Regions from separate parts of the Mus musculus genome. Here region 1 is linked to region 2. The links are chromatin contacts, called in public promoter capture Hi-C maps. All regions are on one chromosome and are shown on one strand. The core of a region is the stretch at or near the end of the contact, and the rest is flanking DNA. Distances in the headings are between cores, read along the strand shown. Region 1 holds the start of Spata5l1 (spermatogenesis associated 5-like 1). Region 2 holds the start of Golm2 (golgi membrane protein 2).

The links. Promoter capture Hi-C pulls out the DNA fragments that hold promoters and counts their contacts.
Region 1: a contact with region 2 is called in a promoter capture Hi-C map of pre-B cells, with 6 times the contacts expected there. The contact joins the promoter of Spata5l1 here to the promoter of Golm2 in region 2. A contact is called at or near these places in 3 of 39 promoter capture datasets (hippocampal neurons, liver and pre-B cells).

Annotation. Positions count from the first base shown.
Region 1 is chr2:122,629,352-122,633,329 of GRCm38.p6, forward strand. It overlaps Spata5l1 (spermatogenesis associated 5-like 1), which reads left to right and starts at 1,274. Exons shown (of 3, transcript NM_001033256.4): 1 at 1,274-2,408; 2 at 3,168-3,353. The coding sequence starts at 1,335.
Region 2 is chr2:121,864,641-121,868,781 of GRCm38.p6, forward strand. Golm2 (golgi membrane protein 2) reads left to right here and starts at 2,330. Exons shown (of 10, transcript NM_001205369.1): 1 at 2,330-2,891. The coding sequence starts at 2,565.

The DNA.
Region 1 (3,978 bases), core at 24-2,523, 760 kb after region 2:
TTCTTTCTTTCTTTCTTTCTTTCTTTCTTTCTTTCTTTCTTTCTTTCTTTCTTTCTTTCTTTCTTTCTTTCTTTCTTTCTTTCTTTCTTTCTCTCTCTCTCTCTCTCTCTCTCTCTCTCTCTCTCTCTCTCTTTCTTTCTTTCTTTCTTTCTTTCTTTCGATACCTTTCTCCATTCTGTAGTTTAGGCTTGCCTAGACCTCACTAAGTAGCCCAGGTAGAACTATAAATTGTTCTAATCCTTATTTAGTCTCCCAAATGTTGTGATATAGGTATGAACCATCACAGCAAGCTTAGAATGGTTTCCTGCAAGATTGTAAGTATGATGAATTCAGATGTATGGATGACTGAAACAATACAATGAAAATGGTCTGACTCAGAGGAGCAGGATGGGTTAAGGCTGCCTGGGAAAGATAATCTATAGTTTTACTGAGAATGTGTGAATGAGTTGAGGGCCCAGAAACACAATCCCTTCCTGATATTTGTGACACAAGGAGGGGAGTGGCTGTTTTAGTGGGGATGCTGTATATTTCTTGGCCAAGGTCAGAGAACTTTATAGTTTGGCCCTGAACGGGATCAGCCTCTTTATGCAACACGAAAAAACATGTACTGTCCTCCACACCATATCCCCACTAACTTAGCCTCTACCCCTGTTTTAAATCAGTGCTGAAATCTGAAAGGTTAAGTTCACTCTAATTGCCTCAGTGGGCATCAGTTATGACTCTCAGCTGTACCTTTCATGCGACCATGGTCAAAATATGCAGAGAAAAACCTCTTAAGATCACCCTATTAAACTTCCGTTTCCTGGTCAGTTCTTTACCACAGCTATCCACACGCACGCTAGCTTTCACACACATCCCTTTACATATTGAAGATGGTTATTATGTCTTATTATTAATGTCTTCTTTCCCATTTCTAGACGCTCCAAGTCTTTGGAACGAGGATAAAAGATCTTTCATAAGATGCGAGTATCATGATTAATTTGGCGGGTATTTTATTTACACCTTGTTTATATCTGTAAGCACGTTACACCTTGTCAGCAGTTTGGGTTTTCTTTTTTTCCTTAAGAAATCTTTTTACTTCACAAAATGAAAACTCTTATGGCCTAATGGAGCAGCCGTATGTCTGTCAGATGCCAGCGGAGACCTTTTCATTGAGGCTCTTGGACCGACTACCGGGCGTCTGATGTTTATGGAGAGCCAGGCTTTTCTCACTTTCCCAGAAGTCCTTTCGACCGTCAATCAGAGGCTTGTTCCTTCTTGGCGCATGCGCGCCGCCTGCATCCGGCAGCCGGGTGGATTGCTGCCGGGCTTTCCCCGGCGTGGTTCCCCGAGTCATGGCTCCGGACTCGGGGCCCTTCCCCGACGGACAACTTTTGAAGCTGCTGCCGGTGGATCCCCGGGACCGGGACACCCAGCGCTGCCGCCTGGGGCCGGCCGCCTTCCGCAGCTTGGGTGCGCGCCTGGGCTCGCCGCTGAGGATCTCGTTGCCCGCCGGCGGCTGCTGCCTCTGCACGGCCTGGCCGCGGCGCGACAGGGTGGATGGCTTTGTGCAGCTGGACCCGCAGTGCGCTAGCCCCGGGGCCCGGGTGGCCACGGGGAGGATAGGTATGGACTGCTTGCAACCCGTGCCCTGTCCGCCCCTGCGGCGCCTAGAGGTGTGGCCGGTGCTGCGGCCCCAGGCGGGAGCCCCGAGTTCCGCCGCGGTGCTGGAGGTAGTGCACGAGCTGCTGCGCAACCGGCCTGTGTCTCGGGGACACGTGGTGACCACCCCGCCGGGTGTCCCCGGCCCTGTCGCAGCTCTGCACGTGATGGGCGGGACACCGGACCCAGAGCCCGGCGGGTGGGTCACACCGCATACCCGCATCACGCTCAGTGACAAGCCTCCGCCACAGGTCGAGCCTCCCGGGGAGGTGACCCTTGGGGGTCTGTCGGAGACCGCCGACTCCCTACGGGAGCTGCTCCGCCTGCCGCTGCGCTACCCGCTCGCCCTAGCCGCGCTGGGGCTGGCTGTGCCCCGCGGGGTGCTCCTGGCGGGCCCCCCGGGAGTGGGCAAGACCCAGTTAGTGCGGGCCGTGGCGCGCGAGACTGGCGCCGAGCTGCTGGCGGTGAGCGCCCCGGCGTTGCAGGGCTCCCGGCCCGGGGAGACCGAGGAGAACGTGCGGCGCATCTTCCAACGAGCCCAGGAGCTGGCCAGCCGCGGACCCAGCCTCCTCTTCCTGGACGAAGTGGATGCCCTGTGTCCCCGGAGAGGCGGCCCGCACCGAGCTCCCGAGAGCCGAGTGGTGGCCCAGGTGTTGACGCTGCTGGACGGCATCCACAGGGACAGGGAGTTTGTGGTTGTGGGAGCCACCAACCGGCCAGACGAGTTAGACCCAGCGCTTCGCAGGCCGGGCAGGTTTGACAGAGAGGTAAAGTTCCTGAAAGCTCGCCTTTTTGGAATGTTGGGTCAGGCAGGAGTTGTAGATCACTTGTCACATGCAAGCTAGAACCTGGGTTCAAATCGTTCTGGGAAGCAGGATGGTCATTTGCTTTGTTGAAGTAACTAATCCTGATGCATGCATATTAAACTGAAATAGCCTTTGGAATGAGAACTTAGTCACAGTAAGAGAAGGCAGGGAAGGTGAATAAAAACAGGCATAAGCCCTTAAATGTATTCAAATGTCAGGATACCAGCTTCCTGTTCTACGTTGTCAGGGCTGGCTTTTTTAGCGTCTTTGGTACTCAAGTGATTTTTTTTTAATTTCTAAGCAATTATTAGTAATTAAATAATAATTAAAATTTGTGGTAGGATTCTCTTAAGACTTTGGAGGACCTGAATGGATTTCTTCCTTGAACCATCTATTAAAGGGCCCTGCTTCCAAAGAACAAGGACCTAGATTATCTAGTCTGCTATTTGATCCCAGATTGTCAGAACTTGGTGTGTTCTTAAAAAACAACGAAGACTTCTTCAGTGAAATACAGAGTTTTCATTGTGGAGATTCTAGCCACTGTTGTTCCACTGGACAGTTATCATTTTCTTGTATTCATAATCCAAGGTGTGCTTAGAAGTTCATGATACAAGTTCCACAAGGGTTTGCTGAATGACTGTACATACTGGTGAGGGTGCTTTTAAAGGAAGATTTTAAGTTGTCTACTTCTAATTTCTCTATTTTTTGCTTTGCCTGTAGGTTGTCATTGGAACTCCCACCCTTAAACAAAGAGAAGCAATTCTGCAAGTGATTACTTCAAAGATGCCCATCTCCAGTCATATTGATTTAGGTCTCCTGGCAGAAATGACGGTTGGCTATGTTGGTGCTGACCTGACAGCACTCTGTAGGGAGGCTGCCATGTGTGCCCTTCTCAAGAATGAGAAGGTAGGAAGTGTTCACCTGTCACTTTCAGATGAATGTAATGGTAATCTTTCAGATTAATATGACAGATCAATGTGGGGTTAGAATAGGTGCTACATACATTCATTCCTTGGCATGGCTGCTAGGCTCCACAGCTGTTTCGGGCGTGTGTGTGTGTGTGTGTGTGTGTGTGTGAGAGAGAGAGAGAGAGAGAGAGAGAGAGAGAGAGAGAGAGAGAGAGAGAGAGAGAAACAAAAACTGAGACCTTGCCTGATAAAGACCATCTTACTTCTAGAAGAGATTAAGACACCATAATAAAAAGCATGTGTGTGATTTTGTCAGGAGAGTTATTTCTGTTTGGCCGTCTATGACTTTGAACTGTATCATGCTTACCAAAGGCTGCAGGAGCAGAGCAGAGGTCTTCTGTTCTAGCCTGGATTCTGCACTCTAGCGTCTGTCACGTTTGTCTTTGCTGCTTCCTCTGCACACCGTTTTCTGAACAGCTTGAGACTACACTAGAGCCTTAAGTCACTTAGTCTTGGGGATGACACTGAGATGACATTGGGCAGTTTTGTTGTGAGTGTCGTGGAGTTGTGTGTCTATTCCAGCAAGATAGTGACGCCACTCTCATACATGCCTGTCACTCAGG
Region 2 (4,141 bases), core at 1,080-3,579:
CTGGAACTCACTCTGTAGACCAGGCTGGCCTCGAACTCAGAGATCCGCCTGCCTCTGCCTCCCAAGTGCTGGGATTAAAGGCATGTGTCACCACACCCGGCTAAAGACAGTTTTTAAGAAATCAACTCTGAAGCTGGGCAGTGGTGGCTCATATCCCATGGAGGACACACGCAGTCAGCATTTTCCACTGTTGGGGCTCATCTTGCTCACCTGGCTTAAAGAACTGGTCTTTGCCTTTATGTGGTTAATCCCTCACTCATAACTGGCTATATGGATGCACTTACACGCTCTTTCAGATTTCTAGATTAGACCTTAATAAGGGGATAGGTTGAGGAGGTAATTGTGTGTGTGTCTGTGTGTCTGTGTGTGTAATCTCCAGAAGGAGAGGAAAAGAGGCTTTCAAGTCTCAGCTCTGCAATCTCTAGCATATAACTCTAGAAAAGTTATGTGGCAACCTATAAATATAAACCTTTAAAGCCCTAATGGTCAAATAGGGCTTTAAAGCCCTTGTTAACAAAAAGTTTGTGCTTGTGTTTTGTAAGAGGTACATCTGTCAGAATCCTGTTTTAAAATACAACGTCCTTGGGAAGAATAACATTTTAGAAAGTTAATACCATTTAATGGATTTTTCAACTACTGACTGAGATAATACATTAGTAGGATAAATGGTTAAGATTTCCAGTTTGGGAGCCTGTGAGAGGGCTCAGTGGGAACGGGTACTTGCCAGGCTGGATAACCCACATGGGAGAAGGAAACCTGCTCTTGCAAGTTGTCTTCTGGCCTCCGCTCATGTGCCATGGCATGCATGCCCCACTCCAATAAGCAAATGTAATAATTACTTTAAATTCCTTTTTGACCTGGCTTCCTTTTGCCAAAGCTGCTTGGTTGATATCTGAGAGTGGAGATGACTTCTCAGAGCTCCTGAAGTCAGAGCTCAACTTTTGAAGACAAGAATTTTGTATGCAGCACACGCTGGCTTCCAGCTTCTGCCTCAACACCCCAAATGCTGTAATTGAAGAGAGTTAATCTTCAACTTTGATGTAAACCAGCTAGTAAATTCTGGTACGTTTATGTCGTTGTTGTTGTTTGTATAGTATAAAAAAGAGAAACATCCTTCTGTGAAGGTATTTTTTTTTTTTTGGAAGCAGATGAACTTTATTTTTGAAATGCACAGGACACATGGAACAATTTTTCACTGTTGTAAAATCTTCATGTCTCAGAACTATAGGCCGGTTTGAATAAACACTTAAGTTTGTGTTCTTGACCCGGAGTCTGAAAAATAACTACAAATCCATCCTCTGGTTACACAGGTGAAAACCAGTAACTTTTTATTGTTTGTTTAAACAACTACACAAGCAGCACGCAGAGGGAACGAGCAGGGGATTCTCTGTAGCACTGAACATGACGCTAAACGTAGAACAACACCTGCTACAAAGCAGAGAGAGGAACAGTATTACGAGTTCTGTTACTTGGCTTTAAGCCCAGTTCAGAAGATACAGGACTCTGACGTTTCCGCACATCTTTGTTTCCGGGCTTTCTCCTGTGTAAAGCGTTGTTGGGATAGGAGGGATGTAAAACTAGGCGTGCAGAAACAACTTGTAAGGGCTGCTATTGCTAATTCGGAATGTGTCAGCCGTCAGTAACGGCGCATTAGCTGCCATTCACCGAGGGCAGCTTCTGGGCTTTCTCCTCAGCTAAGTCGAGGGAAAAGCAGCAGAGCGTTTTAAAATAGGAGCACCGCATTTTGGAATTCTTCCTGTCCGTGACAGCAGTAACCTTGGAAACCAGGCTGCTAACACATCTCAATCGCAGAGCATCCTCAAGCTTAGCTTCTCTTGCTGTATTGTCTGGGCACCGCTATTCTGGGGGCTAATGTCAACTGTTTTTGTTTTTTTCCACCTCGGTGGCACAAACAACACCTAGCATAAAACCTTGCTAGACACCCATCAGGTCCCATCTTACCTAGAGCCTTCCCTACTTGGTGGCAGTCTCAGAATTGGTCCTGACAGAGGACACTCTGCCAAGGGGCCCGCTGATAGCAGGACCTCCCTAAACCTGGCCTCAGGGGACACCACCAGGTAACAGCACCACGCACACCCACCCAGGTACGCCGCGCGACCCCGACCCCGCGCCCCAGCCTCCAGAGAACCCTCGCGAGACAAGACCGCAAGGGGACGAGAAGAAGCCCACTATCTCGCGAGAAGAGGGGGCGTCGGCGGAAACGAGCTAATGCCCCCCTGGGCGCCCCGGCCCCAGCCGGTGGGCGTGGACCGAGGAAACCCGCCCCCTTCCGGCTCGCGTCCCCGCCCCCAGCCTTGAGGCATCGGGTCGCGAGTACCAGCGCCGGCTTCTCCCGCTTCCCTGCGGCGGGAGCCCGCTGGCCTTCGACTCTCGGAGGGGGCGCGGCGGGGGCGCAGAGGGGGCGGGGAGGACCCGCGACGCCCCGCCCCCCTCCGCGCTCTGGCGGCTCGGCCCGTCCCTTGGGGTCCGGGTCCCGAGGCCGCTGAGACAGCAGGCCGGCGCTGCCCGCAGGTGTCGGCGGCAGCGGCGGAGCCACCGGCCTCATGGTGGGTTTCGGGGCCAACCGGCGGGCCGGCCGCCTGCCGTCCTTCGTGCTGGTGGTGCTACTGGTAGTCATCGTCGTCCTTGCCTTCAACTACTGGAGCATCTCCTCCCGCCACGTTCTGCTTCAGGAGGAGGTGGCCGAGCTGCAGGGCCAGGTCCAGCGCACCGAGGTGGCCCGCGGGCGCTTGGAGAAGCGCAATTCGGACCTCTTGCTCTTGGTGGACACGCATAAGAAGCAGATCGACCAGAAGGAGGCCGATTACGGTCGCCTCAGCAGCCGGCTGCAGGCCAAGGAAGGCCTGGGGAAGAGATGCGAGGATGACAAGGTAAGGTCGAGCCCTTTCCTCGGCCCTCCTAGACTTTTTCTTTTCACTTCTGGGTGGGGTATTAATATTCGCCCGCCGGCGATTGCTGTATGCCGTCAGCGTGGTAGCCCTGGAAGCTCCCCAGACCCCCAGCAACCCTGTTTGTTGTCAGACTTTCCCGGTGTCAGCGCCACATTCTCTGTTCGCTTGCAGAGACTGTAAGTTCTGGTTCTCTAGAGTGGCCTATGTGTGGATACCACCTTTCCTCCAAGCTCAGCTGCTGAGCTGGCAGTGGTTATCATCTGGCCTGTGTGGCCGCCTTCGTTCCCGGCACACAGGCTGCCAGGTATATGTATGGGCATTGTCTCATCCACCTCCTGTGCAGACTGATCAATATTAATTTATTTCAGAATGCGGCCTTCTTCCCTTCTGGTGCTCAACATGTATTTGTCAACAGTATGGCTTTTTAGAAATCTCTATAAATTGATGTATTTTGCTAAGTAGATTTTTAAAAAATGAATTTTGTGTTGAAAGTGTTGTTATAGATGAGTCAGGAACCCGTATATGAGCCACACTTGTGACTTGAGTGCGGTTAATCCATTATCTTCTCAATTTGAATTGTTAATGAAATTAGCCGAAATGGTAGAATCTAAAAATAAGTTCTTAGGAACAGAATCTTATGTCTGTCGTTATAATTCTTGAAAGAAAATAAAATTGTGTGTGCTTAAATAGCTCTTAGGGCTGCTGCTTAATGCAGATAGAAAATACAAAATTTTAAATTTAAAAATCTTAAGTCTGGACTATGATCATGTCCTACTTAATAGGATCTGTTTTCACTATTTTATTGACAGTTTATAACTTAGGCAACTTCAGTTGGTATATCAGAATTCTGAAGACTTCTAGATAGGTACTATAGTAGATGACTTCTTTTCTACACTCTTAAATCTTTTAAGATTAAATTTCTTCTTTCTTTATCTAGTGTGTGTGTGCATGTGCATACACATGTGTGGAGATCCGAGATCTGGAGTCAAGTTCTTTCCATCCATCCTGTGGAGCTGACTTCTGTTTATCTGTCTTGGCAGCAAGTGCTTTTAGCTGCTGAGCCGACCCTTAAATTGAATTTCATTTGTGTGTGTATTCACCCTAATGCACATGTGGATGTCAGAGGATAGCAGTCAGATTTCTCCTTCTACCAAGCAGGTCCTGGGGATGGAACTCAAGTTCTATGAGATTTTTAATGAGCTTCCAACCTTCCTACCCTCATTGGCCTC